Regions from separate parts of the Mus musculus genome. Here regions 2 and 3 are each linked to region 1. A link is a contact called in public Hi-C data. All regions are on one chromosome and are shown on one strand. The core of a region is the stretch at or near the end of the contact, and the rest is flanking DNA. Distances in the headings are between cores, read along the strand shown.

Region 1 (4,264 bases), core at 1,127-3,626:
CTGGGAGACACACCCACTTACACATATGACACAAGCAAACACACACTCAGGGAGCAGGAGGAACAGGAGACCCCTGAGCCACAGTGACAGCGTGCCCTTGTCTCATCTGAAATGGTGCCCAAGCTGTTCCCTGGACCAGTACTAGAGAGAGACATCAAGGCTTACTGTTCTCAGTCCTCACTCACCACTGGCTAAGATGCATGTTCAGAGAGGTTTAGTGCCCTTTGTTGTTGTTTTTACAGCCTGTATATCTGATTTGCATAACTGTCAGGCCTGTGGTCTGGCACCTGCTCCCCCAGGGAACAAGGCAGAAGGAGTCCAGCGTTTCCTCTCCTTCCCGACTACTTGCGAAAAATGGAGGTCAGCATGGACTGAGCTCACCCTGATGGTTGATGGCTTACTTTTTTCTCTTCAGCAAACAACATCTTCCCAGACCACCGAGGAGACAGAAGTCTTAGGGAGTTTCCTAGGATTACCAAGTCATAATGATTCCACAATAAAACACTTTATCATGCTGGGTCTAAACATCCAAGAAAAGTGTCACTTGTGCGAGGGGAAGCTGGAAGCTGGAAGCTGGAAGGAGCCCGCTTCTCTAGAACCAGAACAATTCCTGAGTCCGGTAAGAACTTTAGTACATTGCCTCTTCTCATCGAGCCTACATCCATTTCTCTAAAATGGAAAGGGGAGTCCAGTGTAATGGAGCAATCTGTAAGGAACCTCCATACAAGTGTGAAGGACTGAGTTTCAGCCTCAGACCCCATATAAAAGCTAGATACAGTGACATGTGCCTGCAAGAGCCCAGCAGAGAGGAGAATTCCAGGGATTTGCTGATCAGCCTGTCTAGTGGAAGCAGTGAGCTGCAAGATCAGTGAGAGACCCTGCCTCAAAAACATATGATGGGAAAGGATTGTGGAAGATACCCAGCATTGATCTCTGGCCTCCATGTTCATGCTTGTGCATACACAAACACACACACACACACACACACACACACCCCACACTCATAAATATGCAGTGTTCTAATTCTGAAGCCTCCGTTCTTCTAAAGGATAATAAAGTCTGGTGCATTTGTTCTTAATGAAATTAACACCAGGTTAAATAATCAAAGAGCTTGCTGGGAGGTTGGTGCACCAGCAGATAGAATAGAATGTTTCTCCTGGCCCTTGAATTCAGTATGTTTTCTTAGAAATAAGACTAAAACCTAATGCTATAGAAAATGCCATGAGTATTTGCATATCCTACAAAGAATATTTGCATATAATTGGTTGTATAAAGCAGGGTGCGTGTTTCTTGGGGTGAGATGCCAGCTGGCTGACAACTCTCCTGTGTGATTCTGGTGTGCCAGGTACTTGTCAGGTAGTGTTGAGTCCTCAGAACCACAGATGCTTAGTACTTGTTGAACACACCTTGAAACTGAGGGCCAGAGCCAGAACTGGCTGGCAGTAGCACCACAGGACATAGGGACATCACTACTCTTGGTGCCACTTTTCTCGCCTACAGCATCACAGTATCTGGTGGAAGGGGTGTGTCTGCAGTGACACCTGCAAGGTGGATTAAGGTCACTGGGATTTAGTCACAGCCTTCTGTTGCACGGAAGGTTTGGACAAAGTGACCTCTACAATCCAGTCCACTGAGGTTTCAGACTTAAGGTACTCACTTAAGTAGCAGTTACCAAAAACAAACTCTGAAACACATCTGCCCAGGATTCGCAGGAAAAGCATGTTTTCAGATCAAATGTGTTTGGAAAATATTCCTAATTATGTCCCCAGTTAGAGACTTATAATGCATGTTACAAACATCAAACTCTCCGATAAGGCACACAATTAAAGCCCGAGTAGTTACTTAATCTCTTTCCTAGACTTGATGAATTGTCAACCCCCCCCCCTTTTTTCTCTACCCACATAACACATAGAGGCACTTGTTGAGGGAACTAGAGTAACAGAAATGGCTGTAGTTCCCGAGTTCTCACTGGTCAGAGCAGCAGCAGTTCTCAGGAAGACTCGGGGGTCAGAAGTGAGGGCTGGAGAGAGAACCTGATTAGGACTGATGCTCACCGGCTTCTGCTTCCAGGAGCTCTTAAAGCTCACATATGGTTTACTCGTGAAAAGCAAGAGCCAGGGCTCCCATGCAAGCCCTTCTAGAAGAAACTAACACCATTGATACTGCTTCTGAAATCTTGACATTCGAGTATCTCAGTGCTCTCTGTATATTTTTATGGTTGTGTAAAAAACCGTCTTATGGATGAACACAAAGCGTCGTTGCCTTTCTGGTTCAATCTTCCTTCTCCCTTTTTACTGAAAGCTGGTAAACACCACTTTCACCAAAACTGGTGAGTCACGGTTCCTGTAGTCAGCTCGTGCTGCTCCTCAGCACCATCATGCTGTTCCACGTCTGCGTAGTGACTCCCTTACTCCTTGGTAGCTCTTTCCTCTGTATCACAGATCCATTGTCACTCGCTCAAATACAGCCTCCCTGACTGCAGGCCAGATCTGGTTCGATGGCCATGTAGACTAATCTGCCAGCAATTGTCACCCACCTTTGGGTTTTTGAAATGTCTGATCCTCCTAACTAGATCACAAACCTTCCCAGGAGAGGGATCACCCTGTGTGACCAGCACCTGCCCAGACTGGTATGGAAGAACATGTTGTTGAATAAGTAAAGGAAAAACATTGTTATGTGAAGTAGCCTCATGCGCCTGGGCCCTCTCTGAAGTCCAGCTCCTTTGCTAGCAACTTCAACCTTTCTCTTCATTTAAATTTGATCCTTCCTCCCATTGCCTGACCTCAGCTCCCCAGCTGACTCCAAGCCACTAGATAAGCCCAGCCCATCCTCCTCTTTCCACTCCCACAGGCTTAGTCATGTTTCCTGCCAAAGAGATGACCACAGGGGGGAGGATTTGGAACCTACAAATAATTGACCTTTTGATATCAAAAGTAATTAGCTCAGTTTTATCTTTTGTTCCGTGAAGAAAGTAGCAGTGTTCATACTGGTGCCCACTTGGTTGGAATTTGTATCTTAGTAAAATTTCAAACCAATGCATGACTGACTTTTAAAAAGTACAAATGGATTCTAAAATTTTGTGAAGAGAATGTTCATAACGTTGCCCACTTGTATTCCTACTTCCTCCCATTTTACAGATAAAGAAACTGAGATCCACAAAGATTATGAAGTTCCGGAAGTGGAGATGCTAAGGTTTAAGCTCAGTCCTTGGCCTTTTGTTTGCCATACTGAGCCCTGAGTTCAGGTCATCAGCTCAGGATTCGATGGCCTTCTGTCTTCTTTGAAAGATCATGAGCTACTTAAAAGCAAGGACCACGACTTTGGCAACTCCAGTTTCTGGCCCAGCGCAATGGCACATAATAGCTCTAAATAAACATTTAAAGAATAACTAGATGAATGGCAGAAATATTAAAAGCCTGGCATAGCAGTCGGCTCAGTATGAATTCCATGAAAGATGTGTAAGAAAGTCAGAGGGACTTGAAGGTCTGAGGAGTCACAAGTTCAAGAGCAGCCTGAGCTAGGGAGTGAGTTCAAGGCCAGCCTGGGCAAATTATTAAAACTGTTTCAAAATTAATAAAAAGGATATAGCTCAGTGCTAGAGTCCTTACCTAGCATGTATTAGACCTTGGGGGGCAATGCTGAAGGGAGGGAGGGAGGGAGGGAGGGAGGGAGGGGGAGGGAGGGAGGGGGAGGAAGAGACTGACAGACACACAGAGATCAAAATGCATAGAATCTAGAATAAGCCTTCATTCCTTTAAGCTGAATAAACTTGTAAGAACTAAGTTGTTTTATAGAAAAAGATTTGAATGCAAAAATCTAAAGATACCTTATTCAAGCTGTCTGGATAGAAAGATAATTGTAGTGATTGGTTATTCTTCAAATGAATATCTAGGAAGAATGGGGGGGATCCATAGAAAGACAGTTACCCTCTGCTCAATATAAGATTGCCATGAGTGCACACATGTGTTTATGTATAGCATTAACCAAATGACTCAAGACAACTTGCATGCAAGGGTAGATGGTGGAGAACCAGCATGGGTGGCTGAGCATAAGGGAAGGACTGCTATTTTATTGCTTTTTGAATACATATCTTAACCCTCTGTTAGAGGGTTTGAGAAGTTTCAATAAATGTAAATTCCCTTGTAATTAACGCGAGTGCTTCCCAAGTGGCCTCTTTGTCCCTTTTCAAAAAAAGAAAAAAATAGCTTTAAGCCATCCACTGCCATGACATTTGTCACTTGCTGAACAAGCCACCATCTCTGTT
Region 2 (4,264 bases), core at 940-3,439, 470 kb after region 1:
TCCGTGTGTCTGTCTGCAACACATCTCCTGACCCCTCCTTTCCGCCCAAAATGCACATCACTCCCCCTTAGCTCTGTGGATAAGTGGGTCCATGACCAGATGTAACCTGCCCTTCTGGTGCACATGGCTTTCCTAAGTCTCCCAAGAGGCCTTGGTCCTGGCACTCTGTGCTCAGAGACTATGGCACCCCAGCTGCTCCCCCCCCCCCCCCCCGTCTGCCCCATTTGCCTAGGCTCCACTTTGTCTAGTTGCCTGTGCAGTGTTGCTGTCCTTCCTCCCTGAGGGCCTCTGCTGACTGTCCCTTCCTCATTATTCTTGGCCATATCTATCTTCCTTGACTTTCTGTGACTTTCCGAGTTTCCTTGCTCTCAGACTTTAACCCCACACTGGGTACATGTGGCTCTACATGTGTATGGCTGTGCATGCATGTGTGTCTTTATGTGAAGTATGTGCGTCTCGTGGCTGTGGATCGTGCCTGTGTGCATTGTGAGTGTCGAGTGCTATAAGTATCGTGCATGTGTGCATTGTGAGTGTGGAGTGCTATAAGTGTGTTCAAGGCCATCTCCCTGTGTATTCATGCCTGGTATTTCTGGCTGTGTGGGTATGTACATGGTCTGTGTGTGGCTGTATGTCATGCATGTGTACATTGTATTATGTGTGTATTTATGTACATATGTATGTAATGTGTATATGTATGTATATATGTGTGTTTGCATGATCATATATGTTCATGCCTGGTATGTCTGACTGTATGGGTATGTGTGTACAAGGTCTGCATCTCTGTGTGTGTGGCTGTATGTCATGCACATGCACATGTCTGTCTGTCTGTTTGCATACTCGTGTATGCTCATGCCTGGTATGTCTGACTGTTGAGTATGAACACATGTACCTGAGGAGTCCTGTGATGGTGGAGGGGTTTCAGTGCACAGAGACCTATAGGTGTTCACAGATGTGTGTGGGTTCTGGGGGTGGTGTATGACTGTTACGGAATGGCTGAGCAGTGTGTGCACGCGCAACTAGCTGCATCTATGGGCGCCTCTCCCACCCTTCTGCCTTCTGTCTCGCCTGTCAGGAGGCCAGGCTGGGGCCTGAGAAGGCCCTGCAATGAGATCATGTTGTGAGGGGAGATGCTTTGTCAAGAATGCTACCAAAGAGTTGGGCTGTGTGCGTGGTTGTGGCAGTGAGCAGGGTGGTGACGGTGAGCAGGCTCAGGCCTGGGGGCAGCACTGTATGGCACGAAAATGAGAGAGACAGAGACGGAATGCAGAGCTGAGCACAGCCCAGACACTACAGCAAGCCGCCCAGGCAGCCGCCTCCACGTGGGGCCCTCTGATGCCCAGCCCCCAACTCTTTGTTCTGCTGCAGCCTTTAGCCTCTGCGCGCACGGGAGCAGGAGCACGCATGCGCACATGCACTTGCATCCTCATCTTGAGGCTCCTGAGGGGCCGGCTGCACCCTCCCACACCCCCCACCCCTTCCTAGATAGAAGGTCACCTGCCCAGCCCCCAGCACCTGACACATCCCAGGCTCTCCTCCAAGGCTGTAGCAATGCCCATCAGCCCCCTCCACCACCGCATGCCAGCCCAGAGTAACTTGGCAGGCTGTACTGTAATGTCAGCCTCTTGGGCGCTCACTCAGTGGTTCAGCCTTCTGTTCAGCCTACATGGGAGCGAGAAACCAGGCAGTCGCCATGTCCGAGGGTCCCCAAGAGTTGCCTGCATGCCTCCGCTGGTGTCTATGCTTGAATAGATCTATGTAGCCTCAGCTGACCCTCTGAGCAGCCAGCACATGTTGAAATAGCAGAATAGAGAATGTCAGAGCCCAGAAGGTAAGCAGCCCAGGGACCAAAGGAAAGGAAGATGCGCCCCAAGCTATCCATAATGGGGCTGGGGCACAGGTGGGGGTGCCAGCTGCTTTTTTTTTTTTTTTTGTCTTCTTTTTTCTCCCTGGCATAGCCAATGCTTGGATGCTTGGGTGGTTTAAAGGGACTATTGGTAGAATAGGCACCCAGCTACTGTGGGAGGCATCAAGAATACCCAGGCCATCCTGACAGGCACCAGCAAGCTTTTGGAGAAGGGACCACAGGAGGCAGAGGAATGATTCAAGTGGGGACAGGCAGAGGGTGTTTGCCAATCTTAACACAGCCAGGCTGCCCAGAGCTGGCTGTGGACGTGGGACTGCTGTGTGGTTTTAGGACATGCCTGTTAGTTATGTGCACTTACTTGCTCTTCGTGGAGTAGCACCATCACGCAGATGTTCTGCATCCTTTGAATGGAAACCTTGGGTCTGCATCCCCAAGATGGGTAAAGTCTACTGGGTTCTCTGACCTCTGACCTCTGTTCTAAGCACACCTTCCAGTACAGCAGCCCAGGTCCCAGAACGGGAGTGGAAATAATGTCGCTTGCTGGCTTTAAGTCCCCAGATGCATGCCTGCTCTGTTTCCCTAATGAGTCATGTGCCTGTCAGATGTCAGCTGGTCTTAGTGGAGACACTGAGACATGCCTTGCCTCTCTCTGCCTGTGATCTGTGGAAGAGGCTCTTAAGAGATACTGGGTCTCACTCTAGAGCTCTCAGTTCAGGGATAGGGGCTGGAATGGGGCCTTCTACGGCACTAGTGTGGCAGCCCCGTAGTTAATTTGTCGTGGGGCTGGGATGGGACAAAGGCACCCAAAACCAGTCAGGTCATTTCAACTTCTACCAGCCAGGGCTCTTTACACCAGGGAAGGCCGGTCATATACCAGTGTCCCATTGCTGTGGAAACAAGATTTTTTTTTGCACTCACCGAGCTGCATGGTGACTCTGAGACACCTCCGTGGTGGACAGCACTTCTGGTCTCTCATAGTGTCGTGGCTGCTATCTCTACCTTCACCCTCCCCCATAGCCTTTCTCCACCCTCTCTGCCTCTGCCCACCCCAACAGAGCATTCAGCTGCCTTCCCTTCAGCATGGAGGACAAATAGCCCCATTCAGGGGCACCCGCCAGAGCTGTCTCTCTAAGACAAAGCTGTGTGCAGCTCCCCGTGAAAAACGGCTCTTGGCTGCCCAGCGAGCAGGCAGGATTGGTGGGTGCAGATTGCAGGGGATTTGTTAGTGGCTGCCAGTTCCCCCAGAGATAGCAGGAAGGCAAGGCCTTGTCCTTGAAACACCAGCCTGCCTGGCAGGCTGGGGCACCTTCTCAAGGCCAGGGACAGACTTCCTCCTGGACACCATCCCCACCCCCACCCCCATGTGAACTCTGCAGAGCTGGGCTGTGGGGGAGGGCTTGGCTTCCTTCCTTCTGCCGGGCCTTCGCCCCTCCCAGGCCAGATCCCATGGAAATGGCTCTGGATTTTACTGCCAGCCTGTGGGAACTGACTAACCATCAGATATGTGTTGTGGCCAAAACCTGTGTTCTCTGTGCCATGGGAGAGGTCACTGGGGCTCTGTTGTTAGCACACCCATTTACAGAGGAGGAAATCGAGGCTCTGAGAGGGACAGACAGACTCCAGCCCTATAGTTCTCAGTGCTAGTGACAGAATTTGCTTGAAAGCGAGTCCAGTTTGGGCCCCAGGAAGCTATCCCTCCTCCTGAGTGACCCAGGAAGACTGGGGCAATGACCCTGGTTCCCCCAACTCCCATCTCGCTGAGGGCTGTGCCATGGGCTCCTGTAACCTTGCTCTGCTCTTCAACAAAGAGGACCAGTGGGAGGAAACTTGTGGGCCCAGCATTCCCAGGCTAAGGAACTGGGGGGAGGGCAGTTGGATGATCCCCAGGGTATTAAAACCTCACTTTGGAGAAGAGGCAGAGCTGTGTTAGAAAGCAGGCAGATGTGGGAAGAGCATTGCACTCAGGGAAAGGGCTGAGTTTCTCCATGGCCACAGTGGCCACTAAAAACAAGGGCCATGTGGGAATGCCTGGGATGTCGTCAGGTTAACCTTTTAAAAACACCAACCAGCTTACCAAGGAAGAGCATACCGAATGGCCGTCCAACACTAAGTGGTCAGCCCTCAAAACATCTGTATAAGTAGCACTATATAGACTGAGCAGATTGTTTTTATTTATTTAGGAATGTGTGTGTGAGAGAGTGAGAGAGAGAGACAGAGACAGAGGTAGCAGAGACAGGGAGAAAGCATGTAAGTGTGTGTGTATGCGTGTGTGTGAAAGAGAGAGAGAGTTAGTTAGTTAGTTAGTTAGTTAGTTAGTTAGTTAGTTTTAGAGTTGTCAGGTACAGAAGCTGCCCTTGAGTACACTAGGCACAGAAAATAAGCACTGTCCCAAAATATTGA
Region 3 (4,264 bases), core at 888-3,387, 360 kb after region 1:
CTCCCCTGCTTGGGATTTCTGCTTTGTCTCATAGAGGTCTGGCTTACCCTGACCCCGCTCTCCAGAGCTGTTGGGCCTGGGGCAAGCATGAAGGTGTTTATTCACTGTGGTGTCTGGGGTACTGTTGGTCCCTTAATTGTAGCCTGCCCACGGCTGCCATCCTCTGGTAAGACACTTCAGTACATGTGGGGGGTTCCCCAGAAACCACTGCCACCCCCCTGAGACTCCTTGCCCATGTGTCTGGCCTATTTAGCCACCAAATGTTGCTTTGTCCTAAACCACAGTTTGGATTTGTTGCTGCAGTGTCAGGTGACATGACCCCTCCCGGAACCCACAGATCCAGAGATGATTTAGTGGGTGGGATCAGGGGGTAATAGAGGAACCTGTCCATCATACCTTCCTTCTCTTTCCAGATAGGGAACTGAGGCTCAGAGAGGGGAAATAAAACTAGCAAGGTGCTGGGTGCGCCTACCCTAGCGCTCTGGCCTCCCTCTGCCTCCATTCTCCACTCTCTGAGGCTGGCCTTCTCCCTGCTGGACCAAGTGCATGCAGGATGGGGAGACGACAAGCAAAGCAGCAACCTGTGCGCAGTTCTCAAGGTTCTTAAAGCCTTCATTCACTTAGGCTGCTTCCCTGGGACAGTTAGGGAGCGTCTCTCACTAGCCTGAGAACCGGGCTGTGGATTTGTCCAGTCCCCAGTCCTGTTCCCCTCGGAGAGAGTGGTTATCTAGAATCCTTTAGGGTTGTCACCTGTACTGTCACTGCTACAGTACCTACTCTGTCAGCACGCCCATTAGACACTTGAAATTGGGAAGGGGCCTGGGCATCTGGTCCACACTTTGCATTGTGGTCTCGATCTTCCTTTTTGGTCAGTGATCAAGCCTTCATCTTCTCTGCTTTCTGTGCTGAGTTCTAGTCCCCCCACTACCATTTTCTCTCCCTCCCTCCCCTCTTTCCTTCATAGTACTGGGGATCAAACCTGGAGCTTTAGCCACGCTAGGCAAGTACTGTACCACGGAGGTCCCCTCCCGGACTTGATGAGACTTTCTGAGGTTCAGGCCTGGCATTCACTGTACAGCTGAGGATGCCTTGAATTCTCCAACCTCCAGCTGCCATCTTCCAAGTGCTGGGACCATAGGCAGGTCCCACACATATGGGTTATTCAAGGTTGGGGGTCAAATCCAGAGTCATGTGTCTTAAGCTACATGCCAATCCCTACTAATTTCTTATTTGGTGACAAGGTCTCTCTTGGTTGCCCAAGCTGACCTTGAACTGACACTCTGCAGTACAGGTGGGGCCTTTCACTTCCCTTTCACCTGTCTCAGCCTCCCAAGCAGCTGAGCCACCAGGCTCACACAGCACACTGCAGCTTTTGAAGGTGAGAGGTACCTCAAGGCCGGAGCCTTGACATTTTCTCTAGCCTCTTCATTCGGTCTGGTGAACGTCTACTCATCCCTGAGAAGTCAGGTCAAAAGCTGTACCCCTGAGCTTGTCCCCTGATAGTATCAGATGCTGGGAAGGTTCTCCACTGAAGGCTCTCCCTCCTCCCTCCCCTCTGCTCTCTTTCTTAGTTGCTTGCTATCATCCTAGGCTGGGGCTGGGACTGGGTCTCCCTTCACACTCCCTTTCTCCGTCCGTCTGTCCGTCCATCCATCCCTGTCCTCACAGGTTGGCCCAGGGCCTGCACAGAGGAGGTAACAAAAACATTTCAGTGTATTCCTGGAGCAGTAGCTAGTTACTATGGAAACAAGGAAGTGTTGCAACTTCCTGAACTTGAGGTTGGGGTCAGAGAAGGCAGCTCTGTCTTGGTTCCATGAGATGGACCCAGGATGACTGTCCTGGGGTTCTTCCTAACTCCAAGTTGCCTGTGGCAGGCACTTTCCAGTCTCTGAGCCTCAGTTTACCCTTCAGGAACATGTAGGCATGGGGATACTTAGCTTGCTGTCTTAATCTGTCTTCTCATGTGACAGGTGGTCCCTTTGCCCTCTTCAGGCCTGTCTCCCACTTTTGCTCATCTATTTCCCTAAAAAGATATGTCATCAAGTGTCTAGATCCAAGTGTCTGTAGCCTGATTGCCCTTGCCTGCACCTTGAGACTGCAGGGACACAAAGAGGGAAGTCCCCACAGCCAGGGTTGCAGAGAGTAGAGCACGAGGTGGGTGGAGGGGTTGTCAGCAAACCAGGCCAGCTGACTCTGGTCTGAGCCAGCACATGCCCTGGGTCATTTTCCCTCGCCCTGAAAGTGGCCTGAACCAGTATGGGTCAGGGTGGCCCTTAACTTTGCTGGACACTGCCAGTTTTGCCTTCTGGTGTCATGCTATGGGGGGACCCTGCCCTGCCCTGTCCCAAGTAGCCTCAGAGGATGTCCCCTGCCCACAGCAGTAGGTGAGCAGCGTGTTCTCACTGTTTCCTCTCTCTGCCTGATCGCTCAGAGTCTCAAGTCAGCCAAGCTCAAGCTGCAGCCTCCCCCGCAGCCCTGCAGCCCAAGCAGGTGCATTTGAGCTCAGCCTTGTCCACACAAGACAAAGAAACCAGACTGAGAGTCAAGCAGCCCAACCCAGCCCAGGCACCCACTGCTGTGCATAGCTGACCCCAGGCTAAATCGACATCAGACTTTGGCTGCCCCACACCCACTTTGGGCCCTTTATGCCTTTAGAGGTAGACCAGGTTTCCCCCAGGTCTGGGACTAGTAGGGCCTGGAGGAAATGGTTTCACATCTTCTCCAGCTCAAATTACTGATCTATAAAATAGGAAGGGAGTGAGGCTGAGTAGGCTGGGGCAGGCTGCCTGAGTTCTCTGGAGCCCAGTTACACTCAGTGGGCAGGCAGTTGCAGGCTAGAGTCTGGAACCTGGAGACATCTGGGAATTTTTTGGGGGGTGGTGGTGGGAAATATAAGTCCAAGTGCTCTGGTGTATGTAGCTCAATAGTAGAATGCTTATCTAGCAGTCTGAGGTTCAAAGTTCTACTCCAACATGAATGAAGTGGGAAGGGAGGGAGAAAAGGAGAGAAGGGAGGAAGGGAGGAAGAGAGGAAGAGAAGGAGGGAGGGAGGGAGGGAGGGAGGGAGGAGCAATGCTGTTTTGTTTTTGTTTTTGTTTTCTGTCTTAGGGAACCAGCAGTCACTCGAATAGGTCTTCCTTCCCTTCAGTTCCCAGCTGTGTTTCCTACCCCTGGAAACAGCCCTGACCAGAGTCTACTAACTAGTTAGTCACTCACTCCTGCTACCTCACAGCCTCGTGATCTGGACAAGCCCTATGCTCTCCCTGCATTGTGGGACCCTGAGTCCATGCCTGCGTCTGGAATGCTGTTGGAAGCCTGTTCGTGCCTTTTTGTTACCAAGTAGGCAGAATCCTCACACTAGACGCCCCCCTCCCCCCCAACCCCACACAGGTTTCATGTCAGGTCTCCCTTCTGGAAGAGTCTCACTTTGTGGGTGACAGCGGGTCTGTGTTTCTTGTTGAGGCTAGGAGATCACCTCAGATCATTCCTCAGGCGCCATTCATCTTTTCCTGTTAAAGGATCTGCTATTAGTGAGGAGACATTTGTGTGCCTGGTGTGTGCTTATGTGGATGCGTATGCTACGGTGCATGTATGGTGGCCAGAGGGTCTATGAAGTCGGGATTGTGAAGTGCTGGGATTGAACTCAGGCCACGAGGTTTGTACAGCAATACCCTTTACCAGCTGAGCCATCTACTCGGACCCATTGAGGTTGTTTTGGTTTGGCTTTGAGTGGGAGTCTCTCACTGACTTGCCTCTCCAGCACTGGAATGACGGGTGAAACAGCCCTTTTTACGTGGGTTCTGGGGAATCAGAGTCAGGCCCTAAGCTCTTAACCCTCTGAGCCATCTTCCCAGCCCTGGGCTGTGTGCACAGCCACAGAAACCAGTTCTTTACAGCTTGACAGTGAGAGACTTACTTGTCTGTTCGCTGAGGTCCCCTTGGGGGCCCACTAGCTTTCTGCCTTCTTCCTGCTTTGAGATGTGTCCCCAGACAGTGCCTGGGTCAGAGAAACCCTGAGTCAAGCTGGGTGTAGCCACGAGTGCTTAGAAGGAAGCCTCTACCATCATCCGGATGGCTCTGCTGCACAGAACACCCAGATACTCAGCGAGTGGGGTCCCCAACATGGTTCCCACCTTTTTGGGATCTTTAAAAAAATGTCATCTTTCTTTTTTTCCAAGTCCCAAGACTATCACTGATTCTTTACCGTTGGCTAGCATCCAGCTTCAAACCGGTGCTTTCTGTTTCTGCCTGAGTAGTGCCTTGAT

What was found. Hi-C and Micro-C count contacts between places; a contact is called where the count stands out from the background.
Region 2: a Hi-C map of the C2C12 cell line shows a contact between it and region 1, with 2.3 times the contacts expected there. The contact joins the promoter of 4931406H21Rik here to the enhancer-like site in region 1. A contact is called at or near these places in 1 of 39 promoter capture datasets (embryonic stem cells), 2 of 15 datasets of contacts at CTCF or cohesin (large pre-B cells and pro-B cells), 13 of 484 Hi-C or Micro-C datasets (the AML12 cell line, the C2C12 cell line, Th1 cells and 9 more), 5 of 115 datasets of contacts at active chromatin or transcription factors (astrocytes, differentiating embryonic stem cells, embryonic basal ganglia and 2 more) and 4 of 9 other capture datasets (embryonic stem cells, embryonic tail, embryonic trunk and 1 more).
Region 3: a contact with region 1 is called in a Hi-C map of CD8 T cells, with 2.9 times the contacts expected there. The contact joins two enhancer-like sites. A contact is called at or near these places in 2 of 39 promoter capture datasets (hippocampal neurons and liver), 1 of 15 datasets of contacts at CTCF or cohesin (large pre-B cells), 24 of 484 Hi-C or Micro-C datasets (B cells, CD8 T cells, the CH12 cell line and 18 more), 26 of 115 datasets of contacts at active chromatin or transcription factors (the 230-238 cell line, VIP interneurons, bone marrow-derived dendritic cells and 20 more) and 4 of 9 other capture datasets (adipose tissue, embryonic stem cells, embryonic trunk and 1 more).

Annotation. Positions count from the first base shown.
Region 1 is chr14:25,110,680-25,114,943 of GRCm38.p6, forward strand. It overlaps Gm32123 (predicted gene, 32123), which reads left to right. Exons shown (of 3, transcript NR_153781.1): 3 at 416-2,252. Among named protein-coding and RNA genes, the nearest start is that of Gm32123, 3.6 kb to the left of the region's middle. RefSeq lists an enhancer at 1-57. Within about 2 kb of position 2,377, at least 24 of the 459 cell types and tissues checked have an H3K27ac peak or open chromatin away from gene starts, as enhancers often do. A contact at or near this core is called in the C2C12 cell line, CD8 T cells, Th2 cells and 1 more, where this site is marked.
Region 2 is chr14:25,584,615-25,588,878 of GRCm38.p6, forward strand. 4931406H21Rik (RIKEN cDNA 4931406H21 gene) reads left to right here and starts at 2,190. Exons shown (of 1, transcript NR_033492.1): 1 at 2,190-4,264. The region is part of intron 6 of Zmiz1 (zinc finger, MIZ-type containing 1); the gene reads left to right. Gm32497 (a long non-coding RNA gene) reads right to left here. Exons shown (of 4, transcript XR_003951081.1): 4 at 1-4,264. RefSeq lists an enhancer at 548-3,842.
Region 3 is chr14:25,470,979-25,475,242 of GRCm38.p6, forward strand. The region is part of intron 1 of Zmiz1 (zinc finger, MIZ-type containing 1); the gene reads left to right. Among named protein-coding and RNA genes, the nearest start is that of Zmiz1, 14 kb to the left of the region's middle. Within about 2 kb of position 2,138, at least 170 of the 459 cell types and tissues checked have an H3K27ac peak or open chromatin away from gene starts, as enhancers often do. A contact at or near this core is called in CD8 T cells and bone marrow-derived macrophages, where this site is marked.